Linked DNA regions of Hordeum vulgare: region 1 is linked to region 2. Evidence: chromatin contacts called from public Hi-C data. All regions are on one chromosome and are shown on one strand. Each heading gives the region's core, a stretch centred on a gene start, on an enhancer-like site or on the middle of the called end of the contact. The rest is flanking DNA. Distances are from core to core; before and after follow the strand shown.

Region 1 (7,138 bases), core at 4,114-6,613, 230 kb after region 2:
AGACGGTTATCCATCATATGCATCTCAAGATATTAAGTTCATTACAAACATGGCATTATAACAAGCATGATGACATAATATAGACAAGAAAACTATGTAAAGAAATCGTCATTTTATCCTTTAGAAATAATACGATATGTCTATTGTCATTTTTTATCACTGGAATATAAATCACTACAAGATTGAATCCACCACCATACACAACTTCCTTTGAAGATCCACGCATCAAACTTGGCTAGAGAACAATGCACAAACTGAAAAGCATATATGACTAGTTAATTGTGCTACAAAGAAACCATAAGACATTCAATATAATTCATGAATAATTTGATCGTAAAATGACAAATCATCATATCCCAACAAATATGATACTGATTATATCATATGGATCCCGATAATTTGAGGCAACTCACGAAAACTTTGTATTGAATCACAAGGGAGAGAGGATGCCATCTAGCTACGTCTATTGATCCAAGATCCTAAGGGAGCTACTCGCGCATGGTCATGGTGGCAACAGGGTTGATGAAGATGGCTCCGGTGATGGATTCCCCCTCCAGCAGCATGACGTAACAAGCCTTCAGATTGGATTTTCGCGGAACAAGAGCTTGTGGTGGCTGAAAAAATATGAAAAATTGGTATAGTGGTTTTCGGAATTGTATTCATATGCAATAAATGAGCAAAAGGCAGTGTGGAGGGGCGCCAAACAGGCCCACCATGCCCCTGGATGCGTGGGGCATGTAAGTTACTCACTTGCCCCTCCGTTGCCCTCTCGTTCCTTCTTCGTTCGAGAAACATCATCAAAAATCCCCACGGTATTTAGAGGTTCGAAGAAATTAATTTTCTGTAAAACCAAAAACATGCATAAAACAATAACTCGCTTTGGATGCTACATTAATAGGTTAGTCTATAAAAATAATATAAACTACTGCAAAAATATTTAAAAGTGATATAATAGTATGAAACAATAAAAAATATAGATACATTTGAGACGTATCATAGGCATCAACCTGGAGCCCCTTTGTTCGTTGTCAAACGACGTCTAGGAACGAGTGATTGTTTTCATTTTGCACTAGTATATAATTTTTCATGAAAAAACACCAATGTTGACTTTCGGCAAAAAGAACATAAGTTATTTGCTATTATAGGGTCACTATTCACACAATTTGGGACAAAAAATTATTATTTTTGAAAAGAAGGCAATGTGGTTTTCTTTTTCTTTTTATGGAACTCTTTTTAGAATATAATGAAAGGTCAAGGTTATTTCAAAATTATTTTTCAATTTTTTTGAATTTTTATTTACTTACTAAAATAATTACCAACAAATATTGTATTACTATGGGAAACGGACATTTGGTATACCCATCCTCTATTCTTAAATAGTTACAACCCACTAGCTATTTTTTTCTCTATGCAATAATGTCATATCATGAGGTCATGCATGGAGTCATAAGTTACTTTCTTCATTAATCTTTTCATGCAAAATATACCACCTCATGCATTATTTTTTTCCCGGACAATTAAGTCATGTAAGAAGGTTTTATATTTGTTTTTCAATTAATTTTAATCTTCTACCACTTATCCATATATTTTTAACAAGGTTTCCGCCGCAACAAACGGGACATGTCTATTATACCAAATTTCCGCCTCCCATAGTAATACAATAATTGTTGGTATTTTTTTTAGTCAAGCCTAATATTTAAGTTATTTACAAATGGAGAAAGTATGTACAGTCTGCAGATCTATATATGTGCTCCTCTATATATCATACGGATCCCGATCATTTGAGGCAACCCACGAAAACTTTGTATTGAATCACAAGGGAGAGAGGATGCCATCTAGCTACGGCTATGGATCCAAGATCCTAAGGAGGCTACTCGCGCATGGTCATGGTAGCAAAAGGGTTGATGAAGATGGCTCCGGTGATGGATTCCCCCTCCGGCAGCATGACATAAAAGGCCTTTAGATTGGATCTTCACGGAACAAGAGCTTGCGGTGGAGGAAAAAATATGGAAAATGGTATATTGGTTTTAGGAATTGTGAGATTCATAGGCAATAAATGAGCAAAAGGCCGTGTGGAGGGGCGCCAAACGGGCCCACCATGCCCCTGTATGCGTGGGGCGTGTAAGTTACCCACTCACCCCTTCGTTGCCCTCTCGTTCCTTCTTCGTTCAAAAAAAACATCAAAAATCCCCACGGTATTTAGAGGTCCGAAGAAATCAATTTTCTGTAAAACCAAAAATATGCAGAAAACAACAACTCGCTTTAGATACTGAATTAATAGGTTAGTCTATAAAAATAATATAAATTGCTGCAAAAATATTTAAATGTGATGTAATAGTATGAAACAATAAAAAGTATAGATACGTTTGGGAGTATCATAGCCATCAACCTGGAGCCCCTCTGTTCATCGTTGAACGACGTTTAGGAACGAGTGGTTGTTTTCATTTGCACTAGTATATAATTTTTCATGAAAAAGCACTAGTGTTGACTTTGGGCAAAAAGAACAAAAGTTATTTGCCATTATAGGGTCACTATTCACACTATTTGGGACAAAAAATTATTATTTTTGAAAAGAAGGCGATGTAGTTTTCTTTTTCTTTTTGTGAAACTCTTTTTACAATATAATGAGAGGTCAAGGTTATTTCAAAATATTTTTTGACTTTTTATTTATTTATTAAAAGAATTACCAATAATTATTGTATTACTATGGGAGGCGGAAATATTTTTAGTCAAGCCTAATATTTAAAGTATTTACAAATGGAGGAAGTATGTACAGTCTGCAGATCTATATATGCGCTCCTCTATATATATACATGTATGATCGAATTTCATATTTCGTAAGTATTACTCCCTCCGTCCCAAAATAAGTGTCTTCAACTTAGTACAACTTTGTACTAGAGTTAGTATAAAGTTGAGATAGTTATTTTGGGACGGAGGAGTACTAGTACGGTTTGCATCAGAGATGAGAATCAATCAAATCATGGTCACATGAGGTTGCTTAATTAGCCAGCTAGCTAGCTAGTTAGCTTACGGCAGAGCAGCAGAGTCTTGACTTGGAACGGCATGGCTATTCCCGTCGATGGCCCCGCGTCGTTTTGTTCGATTTAGTATAAACTAGGAAGGACGTTGCCTTTCTTATACAGCGACGGCGACCGGCCGGAGTTATAAAAAGCCAGGTCCCCATGTGGCTGGTACGGCAACCGCATTATATTAGATCCACGCGATCAGCGCGATAAGTTTAATTACGAGAAACAATTTTCGTACTACTAGTAGCCACAATTGTGCAACCTAAGCTATCACATTGATTAAGGCGGCGCTTAGGTAATGCCGAGGTAGGTGACCGTGAGAGTACGTAATCGTCTACGTCTTTCTTAGGTTGTTTTTTTTTCCTGCATCGAACTGGAAGGGAAGGAGATGTGTAGCACGCCAGTGCGGTGCCCCGCGGCCCTTTTTTCTTTTGGCTTTTGATTTTAATCTTTCACATCTTTTGAACCAAAAGACCAAATTAATTTTTGCTTTCATATTCATGTGTTTATGATGACGGCTTTCAAAAAGATCAATTTTGAATGTGTTTTGATGAACTTTTAAATTTCTGTTAAGTTTGAACATCTTAAATTTAGTATGAACGGCCGATAAAATACTAAGTTCCAAAACCGCCAAAATATCACGCTTCAGAAAGTAAAACTTAAAATTAGGTGTGCCCTCGGGATCCAGACACTTTGCGGATCACAAGGCAATCTGACGACTGGTACGGCTAAACAAGTGCTCTATTGTATTGTTCGGTCGTGTATTTCGGTTCGATGATTTATATATAAAGTAAGGTAAAAGCCTATTTGAGACGTTAGACAGCTGGTTACCCCCTTTGAATTTTTGGGTCGAACGTTTATCTTATATAGGTGGGATGGAGGGGTTGCCAAATGGGAATATGACGCAAGGCAATTGTTTGAATTTTCTCTATTAAAGCTTGAAAATTCACTAGATAAAGGTCTAGTCGATGTAACTGTCGTTCTGCACTTGTGGCAGTTTTTTTTACACCCCTCGTGGCAGTTTAGTCAGCACAAATGTACAAACAAAATGATAAAAAAATGTGTAAATATAAAAAATTAAAAATTAAAATAGGGTAGAAATACAAATTCACCAGTAAAATTACGAATTTGTTTTCATTTCTCTTATGTTTACCTTTTTGTCGTATTCATACAATAGTTGTATATAAATTTCTTTTCTAAAATTAGTTTTTACACTATTGCTTTATTAGTTTCAAAATGTAATCTTTATGTGCATTTCTTTCAAATTAGTTGGCTTAAAGGACCATAGTTAACTTTTAAGCAATACTTGGTAGACCAGAAATACTCTCTATCATTCATATAATATAATGATCCCTTGTGTTATATATTCATTTACATATAATGTGTAGCCATAACTTTCTACATGTTGTTTGAATCCCTTAAATGTCTTGTGTGCATGGTCTTTTATAGTGTATAGCGCATGTGCTAGAAACATGTGAGTTTTTCTGTTTGTGTAGTTTGCATGAAAATGTATTTCACCATGAAACTATACAAACAAGCAAGCAGTATACATCCATAGGTATGTGTTTTTTTAGAATAATTTTTAAGCCTAAACTCATTTTTTAAGATTTAGAAAAACACGAGGACCATGGATCCCGTGGCTTATATATTAAAATAGAACCCACATCCGAATGAGGTGCCATAAATTCGTTCCCGACGAGATTTAAAACATGGACAGCCCGGATGTGACACTACTCAGCCGCTGGGCTCTAGTGCCCGGTTCTCGGATTTTTTGAGTTCTTCAAAAACCGTGCTCCATGGGGGTTTGAAAGCCAAGCACAATTTGTCATATATCCATCACTACTATTTGCTCTGTACAAGATACAAAATCAAATATATTGTATGTATGTCATGTACACGATCTCATATTCCATCCGTCTCGATATAAATATCTTAAGCTTAATATAACTTTGTACTAGAGCTAGTACAAAGTTAAGACAGTTATTTTAAGACGGGGGAGTATAAATAACCTGCAAAAAAACATATAGCCGCACTTTCTCTTCGTTTGCTTTTCTCCATCCCACTAAAGAAATCAAGGTTGCATCTTTTTAAAGACAGCCTCATATCTTGACTTGTCCCTAAATGACATCCAAGGTATTTAAATAAAAATTTATATCTACTACTGTACAATGCCTTACTTTACCTTTCTTGCGTGCAACCAATTTGGGGCATCCTTTCCAAGATGGCCCATGCCCCCATAATTATCATCACTTGTTTAGCATTTACAATAAACTAACCTATCTTATGATCCTAGCCAATCGGGGGGTATCTTTCCCCTTCCATTTGCTTGCTAATTTAAGGAAGTTGGGCAACTAAAGGAAAGACAAGTTGCAGAGCCACCAGCAGAAGACTCCTCTCCCCTTCCTCTTCCTCTCTCTCCCCTCCAATCAGCCTATCTGGGAAACCTGGGAACTTTCTCCTTCCAGAGCTCCGGCAGCTAGATCCACCCAGCTTATCTCTGCACCGGGGTAGCTCGCTCTCCGCGTGTGGGAGGTATTTGAAGATGGGGCGGGGCAAGATAGTGATCCGGCGGATCGACAACTCCACGAGCCGGCAGGTGACGTTCTCGAAGCGGAGGAATGGGATCTTCAAGAAGGCCAAGGAGCTGGGTATTCTCTGCGATGCCGAGGTCGGTCTCGTCATCTTCTCCAGCACCGGCCGCCTCTATGAGTACGCCAGCTCCAGGTCAATGGATTCCATTGCTTCTGTTTGATTTCCCATTTTCTCAGAAAAAACAAGCTACTTTGATCATGAAAACTACATGCTTGTTTTGTTGATTAGCTTCTGATGCCTGTGATTTCACCTTTGAAAGCTTGTTTAAATTTTTGAGAGAACTTTTCGAAAATATATTTGTGTTTATCTGCAAAGGCCACCAACCATCAAGAGTACAGCTGCCTGTAACACATGCATACAGCGGCCATGAGTAAGAAGAATACTAGTATAGTAGTATGACAAATTGTTTCCTTTTAGAATCAGCTTAAAAAATTGCACATCTTTTGTTTATTCTATTTACCTTCTATCTAGCCTCTTATGTACTCCGGCCCTCTAACTATTTACTGTTCTCCATGCATTTCTTAGCTTGATCCTAACTACACACTGGAATGAAGAAAATACATATCTCCTTGTCAAAATGAAGTACTCCCTCTGTAAAGAAATATAAGATCGTTTAGATCACTAATATAGTGAACTAAACAATCTTATATATCTTTACAGAGGGAGTAATATAGATCTAGGGTTTTCTGGTACTATGTGGGAAGTGGGAACCATGTTCACCTCAGACGACTTCACATGAGTACAGTAATTGTTTGTAAATTACATAAGAATCTGTTCTTATTGGTGTGTTGTTCGATCAAATTCTTGCAGTATGAAGTCAGTGATAGATCGATATGGCCGAGCGAAGGAGGAGCAGCAACTTGTTGCAAACCCCAACTCGGAGCTTAAGGTAAGCCTTGTAGACCTTAGATAAACAATTTTTCGTCGGGTGAAACTGCTGCTGTTTCCTACAGCTGGCTCATTAGTTATATTGGTTTTTAATAGTTTCACCTCTTTACTACAATACCACCACCAGCAGCACACCCCTACCCCACCCCCAGCGCGTCTGTCACACTAGTTGAGTAAAAGTTTTTAAACAGCCTCAGGAAACAAGTTAGATAAGAAACAGACAACAAGGTAAATTGTCTTTCTAGCATCCATAAACTACATATACAAGAACAAGAGAGCAACTGTTGCTACAGTTAGCATGTAAATCGAGGGATCAAAATACTAAATTAAATTGAAAGGACGTTTATCTGCAACATCCATGCATACATGAGTTTGGCAATGAGTTGGTGTCTACTGTGAGGTTTGTTTTATCTTTGATTTCAAAGTAAATAGATGCAGTGCTACTTTTGCTCTTCATTTGTACAGAAGTGTTGTATGTATGCGCACGAGATAAGGTGTCTTGAACTCTTGATCATGTTGACTATAACTACGGTGCAGACGCCAGCTTAGGCATTATTTTGTTGGCGGTAGAGATGTTTATATAGTTAACGAAGTTCAGAATGTATGCACCCAGTACATAGTTTGAAGAATGG
Region 2 (6,733 bases), core at 4,151-6,650:
TTAGAAGTTGAAAGCGAGATCAGACCCCAAAATAGAAGGTGGTGGAATCAACAAAATACAAAAATATGAAACCTCGTTAGCATGTCAGTTTTACCACATAATATTATTCTTTTGCCCACCAATTAACCAATGCCGGCAACACATTCATCTAATAATAAAAACAATTAAGAATATGTGTCATCTAACAAACACTATAATATATACAAATGCATGCTAATGGTAATAACAATCAACAGCCTCAACGCGTGGCTTTGCAACCCTCGGGAGAGCAAATTACCTAATATTTGCAGTGTAACATGTAAACGTACATTTTGCACATAAAAACAAAGATTGAACCTGTAGAAGTCTTAGGTCCCTGCCAGTTCCATTGGTGGAGGCACGTACGGGCCAGGCTGTGGAAGCCGTATAAAAGAGACGAGCAGCCTAAGGCCAGGCATGCTATGGCGCCCAGGCCTGGACTCGCCTTCCCATCCTCCAGTCCTCATCCTCTGACCATCAATTGCTTGGTAAAGCCTGGCTATGTAGTCAAATGACTATAAGACTCAAGGTATACGTATTCAACAAACAATTGCTGCAAATTTGCCATATAAGCAATATTTGAAAATTGATGACTCAGTTTCACTCGTAATCTGCTTTGGATGACAATTGGCTGGATATGTACAGTACAATAATAAAACTGAGGAAATAAAGTCCTAATTAACTTTCCCGGTATCATACTATCACGCGATCAACAAAATCCCTTGACAGTCAGTACCTCTGCTCCATGCATCTTTTTGCTATCGAAGCCTCTCTATGACCCTGGTCCGCAGGTAGCCGCCACGAGAAAATTGGTTATTTGCCATTTTCAATACCTGGCTTCGCAAAATTGCCACTTTCAACGTTGGCTATGCAAAATTGCCACTCTGCTCTTTGGCTTCTTGATTACCATACCACCTCTCTCTTTTTAGTGATTTCCTTTTCCTTTTTTACATTTATAAGCATAGGAAAAGACCAAACTACTCCTGATTATATATTCACGTACTGATTGATGAGATCTCCATACAACAAGCATCTGCTTATGTGACATCCCAAAATACGTGGACAGCCGATCTCGTGCTGCCCAGAATACGTGGACAACCGATCTCGTGCTGACCAGAATACGTGGACAACCGATCTCGTGCTGCCCAGAATACGTGGACAGCCGATCTCGTGCCTATACACATCTCCTCTTGCCTATACGCAGCGGCCGCCGAGCAGCCGCCGATCTCCTCAACGTCGTGCACCGCCGATCTCCTCAACGTCGTGCGGACGAGTACGTCAACGTCGTGACGCCCATCTCGTCGACGCTCTCGTCAACGTCGTATGTCGCCGATCTCTTCAACGTCGTGCGCCGCCAATCTCGTCGACGCTCTCGTCAACGTCATCTCCCGCCGATCTCGTCGACGCTCTCGTCAACGTCGTCTGTCGCCGATCTCGTCGGCGCCTTATTCATGGATTCTGGACGGTATAATGCTGCTATTCTTCCACTTTCTGCAGTTTTCAGAGATGAAAAGGACTGTCAATGTGTCCCAGGTTCGGTTTAACTTTCTGCACTTTTCAGAGATGAAAAGGACGGTATGCCTTGGCTTTGTGACATGTCAACATGTATGGTAAGCCATGTCAACATGTCTGGTAAGCCATGTCAACATGTCTTGGCCTTTGTGACATCCCAAAAGAGAGTAAACCTTGAACAATTTGTGCATGAGTACTACTCTGTGGGTAGATTCAAGGCTGCTTATGGGAGAGAGATTGAGCCAATGACAGATAAATCACAATGGCCACGCGTGGATCTACCATTTGTTGTGGGGGCACCACTTGCAAAAAGAAATAAAGGAAGACAGAGAAAACTGAGGATCATAGGATGTCTTGAAGGTGGACACAAGAAGAAAGGTGTAAATGACACTTCCAAGGATGATAGCATTGGTCCCACCAATTCTAAGGGGAAGAAAATGATTAGAGGGCCAGTGACTTGCAAGAAATGTGGCGAAAAGGGTCATAGGCAAGCTAGTTATAAGTGTCCACTCAATGGAACCAAAAAAAGGCAAGTGTTTTTATTTTATTCAAAGCTTAAATTATCACATCATGCCAAAAATTTTAAAAAATATTGAATTACAGGAAGAGGAAGCCTAGAAAGAACAGTACAAAAGTTAGACCAGCTGAACCTAGCAGCCCACTAAGACCTACTAGAGAACAAATACTACATGATAGTCCAACCATGGTCACCAGAAGGTAAGCTTCAACGACCAACATCTCTATGTTCAACAATGTCCAACTGGAAGAAAAATATTTTATCTAAATGTGATAGCATACATGTGTGCAGCCGCCTTGCTATCTTGTTGGGGGAGGGTAGTTCTTCACAAACCACTAGAACTACTCCAGAGAGGATGACAACTACAACTCCACCAAAGAAGATGACCCCAAGGAGGATGCCGACAGCAGCTCCACCAAAGAAGATGACTCCAAAGAGGAAGCTACTGGTTGGATGAATTATCTGTTTGAAATGTGCTTGTTATGGGAGAAATGAACTCACTAGTAGTTTTATTCACTCTGAGATGTGATCTCATAATTTCCATGAGCTTGGAACTCAAAATTTAAGCTAGTTTTGAGATGCAACAATTTATGTCTCATTATTATTCTTGTCATGTGAACAAAAAACTACAATCCGAACAAAATGACTATCAGCCCATAACAACATGGAGCATACATCCTATGATTTGACCATTAATCCTATGATTAAACTATCTCAGCAATCATGCAGCATCGAGGCATGTGAAATTTGATCATTAATCCTATGATTAAACTAAAAACATACATCATCAGAATACCTCCTTATTGTTGTCCCCTTTGTCTGAAGTTAGCAAAAGCTGGAACCCTCTCCCTCAACCTCCTCATCCTCCTGGGACTCTCCTTCCTGCCCCTACTGTCTCCTTCAGGCGACCGGGACGAGCGACGCAAGCGCCGCGCGGGCACACTGGCAGGCGGCGACAGCGGTGGTCGGGCAGGGCGAGCTCAACGACGGTGGTGGAGCGGGGCGGTGGACGGGCGGGACGGTTGGTCGGGCGGGGCGAGCGTCAACGACGGTGGTCGGGCGGGTGGGCGGGGCGGTGGTCTCTCGGGCGGGGCGGTGGTCGAGCGGGATGGGCGGGGCGGTGGTCTCCCAGTCAGATGTATGTACAATTAGGGGTAGTTTGGTCTTTTCCTATGCTTATAAATGTAAAAAAGAAAAAGGAAATCACTAAAAAGAGAGAAGTGGTATGGTAATCAAGAAGCCAAAGAGCAGAGTGGCAATTTTGCAAAGCCAACGTTGAAAGTGGCAATTTTGCGAAGCCAGGTATTGAAAATGGCAAATAACCAATTTTCTCAGCCGCCACAACCTCCATCCGTCTCCGTCCTCGATCTTAGCCGCGAGGCACGGCCAGCTCCGTCTAGCCACGGACAACCATCTCCGTTGTCGCCCGCGTCCCGCGTCCACCGGGTGAATGAACCGCCCCAAGCGCATCCCGGGCTAGATACCCTTGAGCGGCTGCCACTGGATCTGGTACTGGATAACCTCGCGCACATCGCGCATAGCCTGGATCCACTGGCGCCTCGTGTGCCGTGTGCATCGTGTCTGTATCGGTTGCACCTCCTCTCTGGAGCGATTTTTTTCACGAGACGCAAAGGTTTCTTCGTTGCTTTGGGCATGAGCGGGGATAATGGGCCCGATGCAACCCAATTAACCAGATGGCTCAGAAAAAAGCTACGGGAGCCGCTGCCTTGCGACATTGAGCCCACTTCGGCATTAACGCACAACTTAGCGAAGATCCAACGGTGAAAAATGCCCAGTTAACGAAATCCACGGCCAGAAACGTCTAATTATTGAGAGGACAGGAATTAGGTGCTGTTTTACTGTTCTTCGTTGCTTTGGGCATGAGCGGGGTAATGGGCCCGATGCAACCCAATTAACGAGAGGGCTCAGAAAAACCTACGGGAGCAGCTGCCTTGCGACATTGAGCCCACTTCGGCATTAACGTACAGCTTAGCGAAGATCCAACGGTGAAAAATGCCTTGTTAACGAAATCCACGGCCAGAAACGTCTAATTATTGAGAGGGCAGGAATTAGGTGCAGTTTTACTGTTCTTAACATAAACGGCTTTCGTAAGTCCCGCTTAGTTAGTTTTCCTAACGTGGGTTCATTTTGATCGGGGAAAAAACTTCATTAAACTGTTAGACCATATGCGGGCTTAAATGGTATCCATTTTACATTTTACATATGTATTAATAGGAAGGAGGTCTCCTTTTTTGAAGAGTTGGAAGAAGCAACTAGTTGACGAGGGTTCTTTTCAAAGCCTTTGAACGATCACTCTCACGTGATGTCACTTGACATGTTCTCAACCGCCGTCACGTGTCACGTCCTGAGCGTTTCTTTAGATTTTTTTTTATTTTTTTGCACGCGTTTTTGACTTTTTAGTCGATTTTTTTCGTTTTCGATGTTCTGGTTTTTCCACCGGTATTTCTTAGCTTTTGGACGAAAAAAAATTCAACTTTTTTCGTGAAAAAAGCAAGCATGTTTTTTCTTCCATGAAAGACACATATTTGATTTTGCGAGAGGCACGACCATGCCTCTCAGAGATGAAAAAAATCCATGTTTTTTGCTTTGTTTTTCTTTCGCAAGAGGAACGGTTTTGCTTCCGCTAGAGGCACGGTTTTGCTTTCAGGAGAGGCACGATCGTGTCACTCAGAAACGGGAAAAAACATGTTTTCAATTTTTTTCTTTCGCGAGAGGCACAATTTTGTTTTTCGAAAGGCACGGTCGTACCTCTCGAAAACGAAAAAACGCATTTTCTGTTTTTTTTTATGAGAGGACGTTTTTTCGCTTCCGTGAGACGCACGACCGTGTCTCTTGGAAACAAAGAAAACATGTTTTTTTTCTTCTGTGGTAGGCATGATTTTTTAGTCCATTTTTTTGTGTAATTTTTTTTATCAATATCTGTTAACACGGTATTTAATTTTGAAGATCTCGACGCAAGAAATCCAACCGTGAAAATGCTTCAAGATTTGAATGCACAGTTAAAGCGATAAAATATTTTAAAAATACGGATCTACGAAAAAAGTAAATACTCCCAGGTTGTGACAAGTGACACACATACAATTTTCCACTTTTCATAATCTGAGAAGTTGGGAGTGACCTTTTAAAAAAAAGTATTCCTTAATTAGTGATTCTGAGAGCTGGAGTTTGCAATGCAGAAAGAAAAGAAAAAACATAGTATTACCTCTAATCACGATATACCATGGCGGCCTGGTACTCTTTCGAAAAGGCAACCTACTGTTATGGGCCTTACACGGGCCAGCCCATAAACCATCTCAGCCGGGGTTCTATCACTCGCCGAGCGAGAGCTGAAAAGGCGGAGACAGGAAGAGGTGTGGCATCATCGTCTTCCTCCTCTCTTATCCGGAACTACACCATGCTCCCGATGTCCGTCCACCCCGCTACTACGCCGGCCCTCGCGTCGCGGCCCCGCGTCTCCCTGCCCAGACCTTCCACACCCTCCTCCTCTTCCAGCCTCGTCCACCTCAAGAGCAGGAGGCCACCCCTTCGCTCGCTCCGCAGCCTCACCGCCGCCGCCGCCGCCGCCGCCGTCGAAGCGGGGGAGCCATACTTCGGTTTGGGGGACGACGAGCCACTTGGCGGAGAAGGAGACGCGGAAGCCGTGGTCGAAAGCGAGGAGGTAATGGCCTTTTCAACTGCTCTGCTGAACTTGGGTCATCTTCTGCCCGTGCGATAAATCATTGGAATGTAGCTCAGCCCGTGGAAGTTGGTACATTGTTTTTGCACATAGAAGGAGTTCAGTTAGATTCCGTTTGCAAATGTACCGTCCTCCTGTTCACTGAAATTTATTAGGCCGTCCATTTCCACAGACAAATTGAGTCCGATGATGTCACAAAATAAAATTGGAGAAGAATGGTTTTGAACTTCTATACGTCTTTAGTGCATACTCCCTCCGTTCCTAAATACTCCCTTCGTTCATAAATATAAGTCTTTTAAACGATTTCACTAAGGGTCTACATACGGAGCAAAATGATTGAATCTATACTCTAAAATATGTCTATATACATCCGTATGTTGTCCACCAGTGAAATCTCTACAAAGACTTATATTTAGGAACGGATGGAGTATAAGACCTTTTAAAGATTACACTATAGACTAACGAATGTATATAGACATATTTTAGAGTATAGGTTCATTCATTTCGCTTCGTGTGATCTAAATGCTCATATATTTCTTTACAGAGGGAGTACTTTTTAAACGAATAGCATACGAGAATAGTCCCAAAGTCCACTGAAACTGAAATCCTGAAAATCATAACCACGTTACAGTACGGCACAAGCTTGTGGAGGTAGTGTCCGACATCAGAAAGTCGACAGTGTGACAATGGTTTTGATTGTAAATCATTTTAATTTTGCGCTGTGCTAAAACAGCATAACTGGATTCACATGCCAGACAAAAATTGTAATGCCAGAATGAAATTTGAGATAATTTGAAACTTGTGCATGGCAGTACAAGGTGGAGGTGCCTGAAAAGCAGGACCCGATGCTGGTACTGAAGTTCATATGGATGGAGAAGAACATTGGCATAGCGCTTGACCAGATGGTTCCGGGTGTTGGTAGCATCCCCTTAAGCCCCTACTACTTCTGGCCGCGGAAAGATGCATGGGAGGAACTGAGAGCGAAACTC

The links. Hi-C and Micro-C count contacts between places; a contact is called where the count stands out from the background.
Region 1: a contact with region 2 is called in a Hi-C map of leaf, with 4 times the contacts expected there. The contact joins the promoter of LOC123426922 here to the promoter of LOC123426921 in region 2. A contact is called at or near these places in 3 of 6 Hi-C or Micro-C datasets (leaf and seedling).

The regions. Positions count from the first base shown.
Region 1 is chr2H:512,326,624-512,333,761 of MorexV3_pseudomolecules_assembly, forward strand. LOC123426922 (MADS-box transcription factor 27-like) reads left to right here and starts at 5,364. Exons shown (of 7, transcript XM_045110832.1): 1 at 5,364-5,750; 2 at 6,429-6,507. The coding sequence starts at 5,569.
Region 2 is chr2H:512,096,892-512,103,624 of MorexV3_pseudomolecules_assembly, forward strand. It overlaps LOC123426921 (30S ribosomal protein 3, chloroplastic), which reads left to right and starts at 5,401. Exons shown (of 2, transcript XM_045110831.1): 1 at 5,401-5,726; 2 at 6,557-6,733. The coding sequence starts at 5,463.